Linked DNA regions of Zea mays: all the other regions are linked to region 3. Evidence: chromatin contacts called from public Hi-C data. All regions are on one chromosome and are shown on one strand. Each heading gives the region's core, a stretch centred on a gene start, on an enhancer-like site or on the middle of the called end of the contact. The rest is flanking DNA. Distances are from core to core; before and after follow the strand shown. Region 1 holds the start of LOC100278107. Region 2 holds the start of LOC100192867. Region 3 holds the start of LOC100277572.

Region 1 (4,210 bases), core at 197-2,696, 220 kb after region 3:
TCAAAGTAAATTGCTCAAAATAATTACGGAATGTAAAGCAAGGGCAAGAAAACTCCTCCAAATTTTTCCCGAGGTATTAGAGAGTTAACACTCTCCACTAGTCCTTGTTAGAGCACCCGCACAAGGGTGTAGCTCCACCTTAGTCCTCGTAAGGACCAAGTGCTCACTATAAGATGATTCCTCATGACCGCATACAATCTTTGAGCCGGGTCACCAACAAAGCCTCTTGGGTGATCATCGAGCTCCAATCACCACCAAACCATCTAGGTGATGTCGATCACCAAGAGTAACAAGCTCTAGGCTTTCAGTTGACCATGACAAGCCTAATGTGAGTGGTGGGTGGTCTAGGTGGCTCTCTCTTGCACTAATGAGACACTAATCATGGGATTATGATTTTCTAATGACCTCACTATGCCATGGAACTTTCAAACTCAAAGCAATGAATGTTATATGGTTGGGGCACCAAGACAATGATTGATGCTGGTGGAGGGGGTATAAATACCCCAACAACTCGAAACTAGCCGTTACTGTACATGTTCTCGGAAAATTTCAAAGGCCCATTCATGAAGAGGTGCTTGGCAACATTTACTCTCACCTTGCTAATTGAGGTGGAGGGAACATAACTCAAATAGTTGAGTGCTCTTCATGGTCTTACACTTGTTAAGTGAGAGGTAGAAAGAAGAGCACACATGTGTTCGCTAGCCAAACCGGGAGAAGGGCATATGGCATACGCTGAAATTGGGGTCCATCCTGCAGTAGTGGCAACTGTTCTAACTAGACTTGATCTGCTCAACATTATTGTTACCCAAATAAAATATTTGTAAGGTATAATTGATGTTAGACCAATTACCTTCAATTTTATATTTGAGCTAGAGTGAGATCACTTACATGAAGCTAGACTTATTAGTTCAATTTCATATTTATTTTAGTCAATCAGTACAATTGATTTTTGGAACAACTATTTATGCCTTCTTGCTGATCTTTACAAAAAAATTGTATATATGAAATGATGCTTATAAAAATGGGAGAAATATTGCACCTTCACTCAACCCCTCTGTCTAAATTTCTCAAATATCAACCTTATTATAATGAAAGCATCCTTTTCTTTATTAACACCCTTCTCCAAATCCTAAACCTAAACCAAGCCTAGATCTACCCACCTTGCATCTAGATTAGATTTTTTGTTTTTGTTTTGATTAGTTCAATTTTATATTTTGTTTCAATTAGCCGATATAATTAGTTTTTTATTAAAAAACTATTCATCCTTGCTCCAATCGTCATATCAATCCTAACAAAAGTTTTTACACATGGTTCTTATGGAAATAGGAGGAAGGCCGTACCTTCGCTTAAACTCTAATTTTTTTTTTCAGATTTCAACCTTGTTATAATGGAAAACCCTATTCCTCTGATAATAATAAAAATTACCAGGAATGCCCTCCTTCCTCCGATCCCGGGGTCACACCGTCCGAAGCCCAAACCAAGCCCAGACCGATCGACCCTGTCCAAAGCTTATCTAGGTTTTCGGTTCCTCCACAGGATGGCCGATCCCGCCGCCGGAGGCGCCATGGTCCCCGCTGCCGGAGGCGGCAGCGTGTGGGCGAACGGCGCCCCCCGCTTCGGCGACATGGTCTGGGCCAAGGTGAAGTCGCACCCGTGGTGGCCGGGCCACATCTACAGCGTCAGCCTCACCGACGACGAGGAGGTGCACCGCGGCTACCGCTACGGGCTGGTCCTGGTCGCCTTCTTCGGCGACAAAAGCTACGGGTGGTTCGAGCCCAGCGAGCTCGTCCCCTTCGAGGAGCACTTCACCGAGAAGGCGGCCCAGGGCGGCAGCACCCGCAGTAGTTTCGCCGGCGCCGTGGCGGAGGCCGTCGACGAGGTAGCCCGTCGCAGCGCGCTAGCGCTGCTCTGCCCGTGCAAGAGCCCCGACGCCTTCCGCCCCCACCCCAGCGACGGCAACTTCCTCCTGGTCGATGTCCCGGCATTCGACACTGACGCTGACTACCACCCCGACCAGATCCAGGCCGCACGGCAGCGGTTCGTGCCGCGGAAGGCGCTCGACTACCTGCTGGACGCCGCCGTGACTCAGCGGGACGCGGCGGAAAAAGCGGCGCGCACCGTGCCTGGGATGGAGATGGCCGCGCTGTTCTCGGCGTACCGTCGCGCAGTGTTCTCGCCGATAGACAACACCTACGCCCAAGCGTTCGGGGTGGATCCCGAGCTGGCGCTTGCTGCCGAGCAGAAAGCCGCGGCAGAGCGAGCTCAACGAGGTATCAACACTCACACGCCCAATCCTAGCTGTATTATTGACTGCGCCGTTGTTCTTGTTGCTCTGTACTTGAAATTGATGGCTAAACAACGTTATTACTGCACTGCTTCTATAGATCAAGCAACGAATTATTTTGATGTGAATAGCGGAGTGGATCTGATTCAAATAGTTTCTATTCTGCTTTTTCTGTTGAACTGCTGGTTGCATCTTTTTCATCAGGGAGAGCGATTATTGAATTTGGGATGGTAGTCATGCAGAAAGCTGTTGAATAAATGATAACTTGTGTTGTTTCACGGGATTGAACCCAACTTAGTAAGATGAGATATGCTTATCCACAGATCGATCTGCATTTGTTCTAGAAATTGAACATCTGTCTGATAGTATCATATATGTGTGTATACGATACTATCCTAGTATGCATGCGAGTTAGGTCTTTTCTTGTTATAGCTTTGTCCTCGGATAAAAAAAAACCCATCCACGATCTTGCGGGCATGAAGCGTCTGAAGCTGTGACTTGTTTGCATCATGAAGTTTTAAAGCTATGACTAGTTAGCATCATGGTGTTATTAGAGTCTTGAGGTGTTTTACAAACATGCATAGGAAGCTTTTCCTGTAGTATATTTAGTTCTTTTGCACTACGACCACAATTATCAGTTTTCTGTTCATTCCATCCATATAAAAGCTGCATGTTCCTATTAAATTACGGGTTCACATATAAAAGCTGCATGTTTTATCGAACTTTTCATTCTGCTTTGTCAAGGAGGATGCACCTAATTAGTCCTTATGCATATAGTCAGTACAGAGCAACAAAATTCATGTTTATAGACGAACCACTATAACCTGTGTCTGTGCGAAATTGATTCTGAGTGAACATCCATGCGACTGATTAAATATGTTGGTCCCTCGTTGAGATGTGAGGACTGATAGCTTTGGGGGTATTCCTTGACATAATAATAATAATAAACTTTTGTTCTGGATGCATTGTTTGCCTGTTCATTATGGGCAGGAGGCACTGCGATAAGCTGGTTGGGTCCGCATGTACACGGTGAAGGGGAAGGCACTGCGCTCCACATTGATCCATTGTGGTGCTCCTTAGCTATTGGTATTTATATAAGCATGTATACGATATGTCAGAATAGATATGTTAATCAGAGCATTCAGAGTAACTGGTTTGGTTAGACTGTGCTCCTTGAGGGCTTGTTCGTTTATATATTAATCCATGTTGGTTGGGTGGGATTGAGTTGGTTTAAAACCATAGCAAGTCAAAATACATCTCAATCCCACCCAATCCACTCCAATCCACATGAAATATTAATAACCGAACAAGCCCTAAATAAGATCCTAACATCTGTAAACGAGGTATCACTTCACAGCCTTACAGGCATTAGGTGAAAGTTCCCGGGGAGAGTGTTTTTGCCCAAGTTGCATCCTACATTCCTACGTTGAGACTGAACCCATTACAACTGTGAAAAATCCACCCTCACCAAACATATTGCGGACTGCTATATATGCAATGAGTAGCTTGGTGTGCCCAGTCCCACATGTCATGTTGGCATCATCTTCCTTTTGCCTCTCCTTGATCTTCCATTATGTTCACAAAATGTGTTGTTTGTGCCTTCCAGGGATCTAACATGAAAGATTCCGATGGTACATCACTGACCATTGAGCCTGTTGGACTAGCGATTGGCGTGCGTGCGTGCCCCATTGCTGCGATTGGAGGCTTTCTGAGCTTCCTCTTGAGGACGAAGCTCTATGGGGAAAGAGTGGTGGCAATGTAGATTATACGCTGGGGAAAGAGTGTAGATTCAGCCTAACTTGATAGCTCTTGGCAATGTTTTGCACAGGGCTTGGAGCATATAGCAGGCTCCTTTTTGCAAGCCTATTTAGATTAAGCACAGGCAAGCACTAGATCAAAATGAAACACTAATCCTGGTCTCCTGGA
Region 2 (4,116 bases), core at 1,150-3,649, 130 kb before region 3:
TACCAAGGTCGACCTTCTCAGCCAACATTAAAGTTCCCCTCTTACTTGAAACACATGGCTTTGCTATTTCCAATTTATTTGGGGTCGTTTCTTGAGATGATAATCCACCATTGATTGAAATCAATCTGTCCACAACATCAAAAGCATTTGCTTGTGACAGATCACCAGGCTCTTGTGATCCCACATAGCTTAATCCAGCAATACATCTGCTGTTGTTTTCACCATCCTCCACTGTTGTGTCGGCAAAAAGTTTTTTAGCTGTTGAGCACTTGTCTCTGCTTTTTGCTCCGTCTTGATCATGGTTCTGTACATAACCATGGGAGTCGTTATCAACCCAACCAACGGAGGTGCTACACGAAGTAGATTCATCTACAATTTTCGGCAGGGGATGTATTGTGTTGACCCAGGCCTTCTGTTTCCATTGCTTCATACAGTTCACAGACAGAGAGTTCCGAGGTTCAGAAATTCCACATGTCCTTACTGATGCAACATGAACAGAAGGTAATTTCATCTGAAGGTGACCTAGATGTTGCACATATGTTGGCATTCGAAAAAAAAAATTAAGCTTCACTAAAAAACTAGATTAAATTAAATCTAATGAACTAAGCAATTTTTAGAAATAAGGGTAGTCTATATAAAAGAAAAATCAAGTGCAATTCTTCATTATGTTCAAACCAGAGATACAGAACACTTTTACTATTTGACAATGTCATTCCCCTTTACTTGTCTTTGTCTTCGACTAAGAATCAAAGCATTGATAACTAAAATTTTCCCCAAGATGAATATGTTAAGCTAAATCACCTCTTTACCAGGGAAAACAAAAATGTAATAAATTCTCAGCAAAAGCACCGGTACCTTTAAAAAAAGAAAGAGACTACACATGGTGATTTTCTGAGAAAATGTATTTCTGTTATCGGACAAAACTATAAAAGACAAGTTCTGAATTTAAAATAAGAAACAGAACAAGTGGTGTATGACCTATTTGTTGCCTCTCTCGAGTGAAAACTGATAAAACTACAGGGAATTCTGAAAGCAATTTATATTGTAAATTTTATAGAACGGTCCTAATGAATTGCTACATGACAAAAAGATAGCAATAGTAGCAGATTAGTAGCTGGTAACTGACCTGAACTTGTGTCACCCTCCTCATCTGTTGATGCATCAGAATCTACCGAATTATTGTTATCATCATGCTTCTTAATCCCACCATTTAACCCCTCGATGCTTCCTTCCATTCCCAACTTTGCATCCCTTTTATCCGTTCCTGACTTTGTGCCCCTCTCATCTTCTGACAAGCTCTCATTGTCACTTAGGACAACAGTGCCATCACTCAACTCATCGTCACCTATGTCTTCATCAGAGTCTTCAACCAACTGGGTCTTCCCCCACTCACCAAGATCATGCTCACCATCATCAGTTAATCCATCCTTGTCATCATCCTCCTCCTCAGATTCCTCAACCAACTGGGCCTCAACCATGTCTCCAACAAAGTTGTTCGCTCCATACACCTCGCATACTTCATCCAACTGGGTCTTAGTCCAATTGCCAGCATTATCATCCCCACCACCACCATCATTGCCCCGTTCCCCATCTTCCACCTGTTGTTGTGTCTTCACTTGGTCACTGTCATCGCCGCCATCCTCATTGCCACTGCCACCATCCTCGTCGCCACTCTCCAACTGTGTCTCCGTCCAATCGCCAGCCACACCCTCCTCCTCCACCTGGTCTACAAACTGGGTCTCAGCACCATCCAGAGGCTGTGTTTCGTCGTACAGCGCCCAATCATACGCCTCACTCTGTGTTCCGTCGTCATCACTCGAAGGAGAACCTGATGACCGCAATACACATCCACAAAAAAATAACACATTTACACCAATCGCTCACAGAACCAGAGCCAATAAACAATGCGCACTCACCTAACCGAGGTGTGGCGCCGTCCAGGAGTTGGGTATCCCCGCCACCGCCGTCATTGCCAGCCTCGCCGCGCATCGCAACACAGGTAGGGCCGGGCTTAGTGTGGCGGATGGGGATTCAACTGAACCCCCAGAAATCCTCGGAGGAAGACGAAAATGACTCAATCGAACCACAGATGTCTTCGCCCAACTGGATTGGGCGCAGCGCACCAATCCAAACGAATTGAGCGGAGAGAGAAAAGGGAAATCTCGGAACGAAACCGACTCTCCCCCGAGACAGTAGAGGGCGGGGAGGTGGAGTAGGAGGAGGGAGACGCCTCTCACCGAGAGGGGCGCACGGCCGGGAAAATCTCTGATCCGTTGTGCGCGAGAACGGCGGCGGCGATGCTGCGCGCGCGGAAGTCGTGGCGGCGGAAAAGAGGAAGCCAGGGGAGCGGGGAGCGCGCGCGGGGACAGGAAATGGGGCAGGAAAGCGCGCCTCGTCCTGTTGGAATTGGAACGGCTCGATTCAGGTTTAAAATAAAAGTTTGATGGGTGGTTTTCAGTTTATTTAGGGTTCGTTTGGATTCCATGGGCTAAATTTTAATCTCGGATGTTTAAATAATAATTAGAAATGGTAAATATAGTATAATTATAAAACTAACTATATAAACAAGTGCTAAACTGTAAGATGAGTCGGTTAAACCTAATTAATATATGATTTACTCATGTGATGATATAGTAAACATTTGCTAATCGTGTATTAATTAGACTTAATAAAATTTTCTCGTTGATTAATCTTTATCTATATAATTAGTTTTGTAATTCGACTATATTTAATACTTACCATCAAATAGTCTGTGCTAACGTTACGATCCGAAGAGGTGAGGGTCGATGACGGCGACGACGCGAGGGAAGAGGTTAACGACGACGATGCGAGTGCTGGGGAGGGAGGACGTGGGGCAAGGTGGCAGGGGTGGCGCGGTCGCGAGGGAAGGGGAGGAAGATAGATAAGGGATGATCCAAATAATATTGTCCATTGGATTTGAGTAAGTGAGAGAGGTTATCTAACGCTTTAAACCATTGTTTTTATGGTATGTTAAGTATGAGTGCAATTTATTTGGTGGTTTTAGTGGAGGTTATAGGTGTGGGATGATTTTTGTTGGGGGCCTTCGTCCTCCGAAGGTCCTCAGAAACGTAATTTAACAATGTCTTCCAAGCATGGCTTATGGACAGGTACCTTCGGACTTAGGATAAAAGCATACACGATGGGAAGAGCATGATCGTGATGAAGATTGTCGTTGCTCCGAAGCTGCGTGCAAAGGTGCTTCGGCTCAATCGCAGAAAAAGGAACCGACTTAAAGGGGAAAAGGTTATCTAGTCCTCATAGATTTATCTATAAGTCAATAATAAATGTAAAGGGCATGAATATAATTTCTCATAGACTGCGTCTTGTGCTTATAAATAGATGAACAGTACCCCCGTACTGTTCACGCTGCCTTATACTTGCTTTTGTGTCACGCTTGTACTTTTTGCCTTTTATCAAGTTGAAGGTACTTTTGTAGTTCAATATTGTCCCTGTCTTTCCATGATTATATAATAAGAATGAATTAATGATGTTATATGATTGTTTATGTTGTCTCTTATATGTCATATGCTTCTTCTTTTATTTAACATATACTGTGATGATGAAGGTACGTCCTTCATGACCTTCGTTTGAAGATCATTATATCCTAAGAGAAATAATGCTTCGAAGGACGAAGGGCATTAACATTTAATATTTTTGTGTTGCCTTGTTCTCAAGTCGAAGCATTTGAGAGCAAGTCCCCAACATTGGCGCCCACCTCCGGTGAACCCTTTTTTCGACCACCTTCGGCAAGCACTGACCTTCGTCATGCCGCCGAAGAAAGCTTCAGCGCCAGGGACTGCTGCACTGCAGCCACTGGACCCGAACCAGGAGACCCTCTCTCTCCGAGAGGCCCGAAGCCAGAAAAGGAAGGCCACCAATCCAACACTTCAGGAGGAGGAGTTGGACCAAGAAATCAGGGACATAGAAATAATCCATCAGCAAGTACAAAGGAAGAAGGAGAAGATGGCGCGACTCGCTGATCTTCAAAGGCAGATCGACGAAGCCACTGAAGAAGTACGTCATCTTGCTCAGGACGAACAAGATCGGAGGCCCCAACACAGGGAGCTTCGTTAAGAAGGCTTATTCAACGAAGAT
Region 3 (4,075 bases), core at 1,370-3,869:
AGCCATCCAACATAGAAGGCGGTTTCATTGCAATTTGATGAAAAAAAAAACATCTGTAAGCTAAACTTGATAGAAAAGGTGGGTTTTTTTTTGCATCTGTCGTCGCCCACTCACCCGACAAATCACTGGTAGTACGTTACAGCAATGTAAGAACAAGGCAAGCTCCAGAAACAGAGATGAGCATTGATAGGGTAGCACAGCTCGACTACTTGCTCCTCTTGACGGCACGCCTTCCCTGACCCTTCTTCGGCGGGCCCTTGCCACGACGCTTCAGCATTTCCAGTTTAGCCAGACGCCTGCGGAAAATAGATATCTCCCAGTGAGACAAACGCTCGTAGCAATCAGAAAGTGTTCAACTTAAAGAGTGCTATTTAACTCGTTGCCTCCTTTATAATCGTGTGCTAATGTGAGCAGAAAGAACAGAAAACAGCATGCCATGCTGCAAGTTCCGAATGGGAAAACACTAAGGCCATGCTGCAAGTTCCGAATGGGAAAACACTAGGGACCTATTTGGTAGCTCAGTATTTTTGGAGTTTCAAGATAAAACTATGATATCTGTGAATACCGTAGTATTTATGTTTTAAAGGTGTTTCGTTGGTTCTGGCAAAACTTTGTTTTAAATACTGTAGTATGACCAAAACCGTAATATTTTTGGAATTTTAGATACTGAAATTCGGCCTCAAGTTTTCCTTTGTCATGTGCGCATGCGTCCAGTGAAGTTTTGGATGTTGTGTCCTGAGCAGCCTTTTGCTACTGGTGACCAACAGCCCACGTACACGTGGTATGACAAGTGCTAATATTACTTAGTTTATATATGAAAAACTATATAACTAAACATGCACCGGTAATAAAAAATACCATAGTTATATCATTCTATTTAAAAATCATAGTATTTATGCTACAACAGTTCTAAAACCGTAGTATTTCAATACTATGATATCTGAAAAAGTGAAAATTGTGATGCCACCCTGTTTGGCATCACAGGTTTTAAATACCATAGTATTGAAATACTACAGTTTTCAAACTGTTGTAGCATAAATACTATGGTTTTCAAATAGTGTGATATAACCATGATATTTCTAACTACATGTGCATGTTTGGTTACCTAGTTTTTATACATAAAACAAATCAGCAATAACACGTGTACGTGGGCTGCTGGTCACGGCAGCAAAAGGCTGCTAAGTAATCACAGTATCCAAAACTTCACTCGGCGCAAGAGGGCATGGCTGAGAAAAACTTCAGTCCCAAACCTCAGTATTCAAAACTCAAAAAAAACTTTGGTTTTGATCATACCATAGTATTTAAAATAGAGTTTTATTACAAGCATCAACCAAACACTTTTGAACCACAAATACTATGGTATTTACAAATACCATGGTTTTTTCTTGAAACTCCAAAAATACTGAGCTACCAAACAGCCCCTGATTATCTATCATGCTTGATCCACACTTGCGCTACGCTTTTCTTAGCATGTTTCAGCTAGCATTTTTTTTTTGCATATCGTTGTAGAATCTTTCATTACTTTTTACTGTCTTACAAGTGCGACTACTAACACCAAGAGTGTCTTTGGTTTGAGGAATGAGGTGGTCTATCTTTTTATCACTCTTCACTTTTTCATATGGTTTGAGGAACGAGGTGGTCTATCTCCTTCTCACTTCTCACTTTTTTCATTTGGTTTGTGGAATAGAATAAGTTGATCTATCACCACCCATTTCTCATAAGTAATAATTAGTATATACATGAGGAATGAGTTGATTCCACCAAAATTTATGAGATGATGCATCACCTTACAAAGTATAGGTTGACTCCACAGACCAAACACACCACGAATACTTGTGACTACTCATAAACAACGTCGCAAACATCATTTTGCACCCAGAAATAGAATTGCAAGATGCAGAGTAAAACAACAGCTTCTGGCCTTTCTAAAGACGCAAGTCAATCCACCACCAAAGATGGATGAAAATGAATTAGAAAGCCACCAGAGGTGCTACCGTGCTAGAAATACTGATTGCTCTAGACCTCCAGCGGTACCCATCGAGGCTGAAAGCACGGTGTGGGAACCTAGATACACCATGCTGCAACGGCACTACGCCATCCTGGTTGCAGTAACCAACAACGAGACTGGTACATCAAATTTGTGAGCCCGTCCATTTGCGCCGGTAACTGAAGCCAGCAAACGCATCCCCGGGCGTCAGCGAGATGGCGCGCTGGTTCGGAGGCATATCAACGAACACGCACCGAGCACGAGTAACCCACGGCACAGGGATCAAGCGAGACAAGCGAACCACTACAAGGCCCCAAACGGGCGGGCGGACGAGCAGGGCGTGAGTACTTACTCCTTCTCCTCGCGCGCCATGACGAGCGGGTCGTCGCGCTTGATGTCGTAGGGGTACCACTGCGCCACCTGGTCGCCCACCATCTTCTTCCGCAGGAGCTTCGTCGCCGCGCGCCTCCCCGTAGGGTTCAGCGCGTGGCCGAAGATGGACGCCCGCACCTCCGCGGCTCCCGCCGTCGCCGCCGCCGCCAGCAGCCGCCGCAGTCCGCCCGCCGCCGCGCTCATTTCTCCCCCGGGCTCTTGCTACTCCTCTGCGGTCGTGTGGTATGGCTGGTGATCTGACGGGCCCACGGTCCAGATCGCCCTGTATTTGTCGTGGTTCGGTGGGCTTGTATTGGGCCGGACCGGATGTGGTTAGTGTTTAATTGGCTCGGCCGCAACGGTATTGTCTGACGGACTTCGGACAATGAGTGAATAAATTTACAGTTTCCGTCTGTTAAGACGAATACATGTTGTTTCTCTACTCTACTCCTACAAAAGCACTCATTTTACTAGTTTTACCGTGTTCCTTTTATAAAAGAGTTTTTATACTTCTTTTTAATCTAACCAATGGTCCAACTTATTCCGTATTGAACCTACATCTATGAAGATTCCCCTCCTCTCTCTCGCGCCCGACTCAATCGCGTGTGGATAGTGTTCCTCGATGTCAGGCGAGGCGACAGTGGTTGTGCACCGGTTGGTTCACCCCTGGTACGCATATTGTTTCTAATTGCAGGGTTGTTTGCAAGAAACACATTTAATATCATCTCATCCAATGTCGGTGTGATGTAGTGGCGAGAAGGGAATGTACATCAACTATTACATAGTAGACTTTGATGGTGTCCAGTAGCATATCAGAGTTTTATAGCATAGATTTGCTTCCAAAAGTAGTGACCGGCGTGCCAAGTCTTGGCAACAAATAGTTGATATACGTATACCATTATGGTAGCAATGGCTGGATAGATTTTGGCACCAATCATAATCTCTATCGTTTTTAGGGTAGCTAACTTTTGGTGAGGTTGGTTTTGGTACAAATTAAATAGTTAATCCTAAGGTGGCTATCTACTCAATGTTTGAGCAAAAAAAGTATATACAACTGAAAGTGAAATGTGTCCTTAGACCATTTCTATTTGTTTTAGTGATTAAATGCCCAACAAACCACTTTGAACTAACTCTCTTAATATGATCATGAGCACAGGTGTAGCAAAGGCAAGTTGAAGGTAGCAAGTTCATATGAGCTGGATTGGAGGGCTAAAAGTGCAACTTTGAGCAAACCATCAAAACACACAAGGTTTAAGTGTTTGGATAAGTTGCATACACCTTACACTATGTTTCTAGTACTTTGTTTTAGCTATTAACTCAGTTCTGCAAAGAAAGTGCTTCTTGGACTTAGTTACATGCATATTGCAAATCCTTGTAAAAAGAAGTGAAAAAAGTACAGTTCTACCACTTAGTCAATTGTTTAAGTTGCTAACTATGTTTGTCTAAGTGCTAGGGAACTTCTCAAGAAGCGCCAAAACAAATCGGAAGAGTTTAGCTTTGGTCTGGGCACATCAGATCGTCCAGTGCCACCCACCGGACAACCAGTTGCACATTGGACACTCGGTCTCGGCCTCCTCGGATAAAAATCATCGGATCGTCTGGGCCTGATCACGGGACAGTCCGGTGCCACCTGTCCCATGGCTAATTGGGCCACGTCAGCCGCCGCCAACGGTCATATGGGTCACCGGATAGTCCGATGCCCCCACCGGACATTCA

The links. Hi-C and Micro-C count contacts between places; a contact is called where the count stands out from the background.
Region 1: a Hi-C map of leaf shows a contact between it and region 3, with 6 times the contacts expected there. The contact joins the promoter of LOC100278107 here to the promoter of LOC100277572 in region 3. A contact is called at or near these places in 2 of 25 Hi-C or Micro-C datasets (leaf and tassel).
Region 2: a Hi-C map of leaf shows a contact between it and region 3, with 5 times the contacts expected there. The contact joins the promoter of LOC100192867 here to the promoter of LOC100277572 in region 3. A contact is called at or near these places in 3 of 25 Hi-C or Micro-C datasets (ear, leaf and tassel).

What each region holds. Positions count from the first base shown.
Region 1 is chr8:131,171,498-131,175,707 of Zm-B73-REFERENCE-NAM-5.0, reverse strand. LOC100278107 reads left to right here and starts at 1,446. Exons shown (of 2, transcript NM_001361306.1): 1 at 1,446-2,270. The coding sequence starts at 1,538.
Region 2 is chr8:131,524,405-131,528,520 of Zm-B73-REFERENCE-NAM-5.0, reverse strand. LOC100192867 reads right to left here and starts at 2,399. Exons shown (of 8, transcript NM_001358391.1): 1 at 1,917-2,399; 2 at 1,127-1,828; 3 at 1-522. The coding sequence starts at 1,989.
Region 3 is chr8:131,390,751-131,394,825 of Zm-B73-REFERENCE-NAM-5.0, reverse strand. It overlaps LOC100277572, which reads right to left and starts at 2,619. Exons shown (of 2, transcript NM_001151094.1): 1 at 2,340-2,619; 2 at 1-296. The coding sequence starts at 2,563. The coding sequence ends at 206.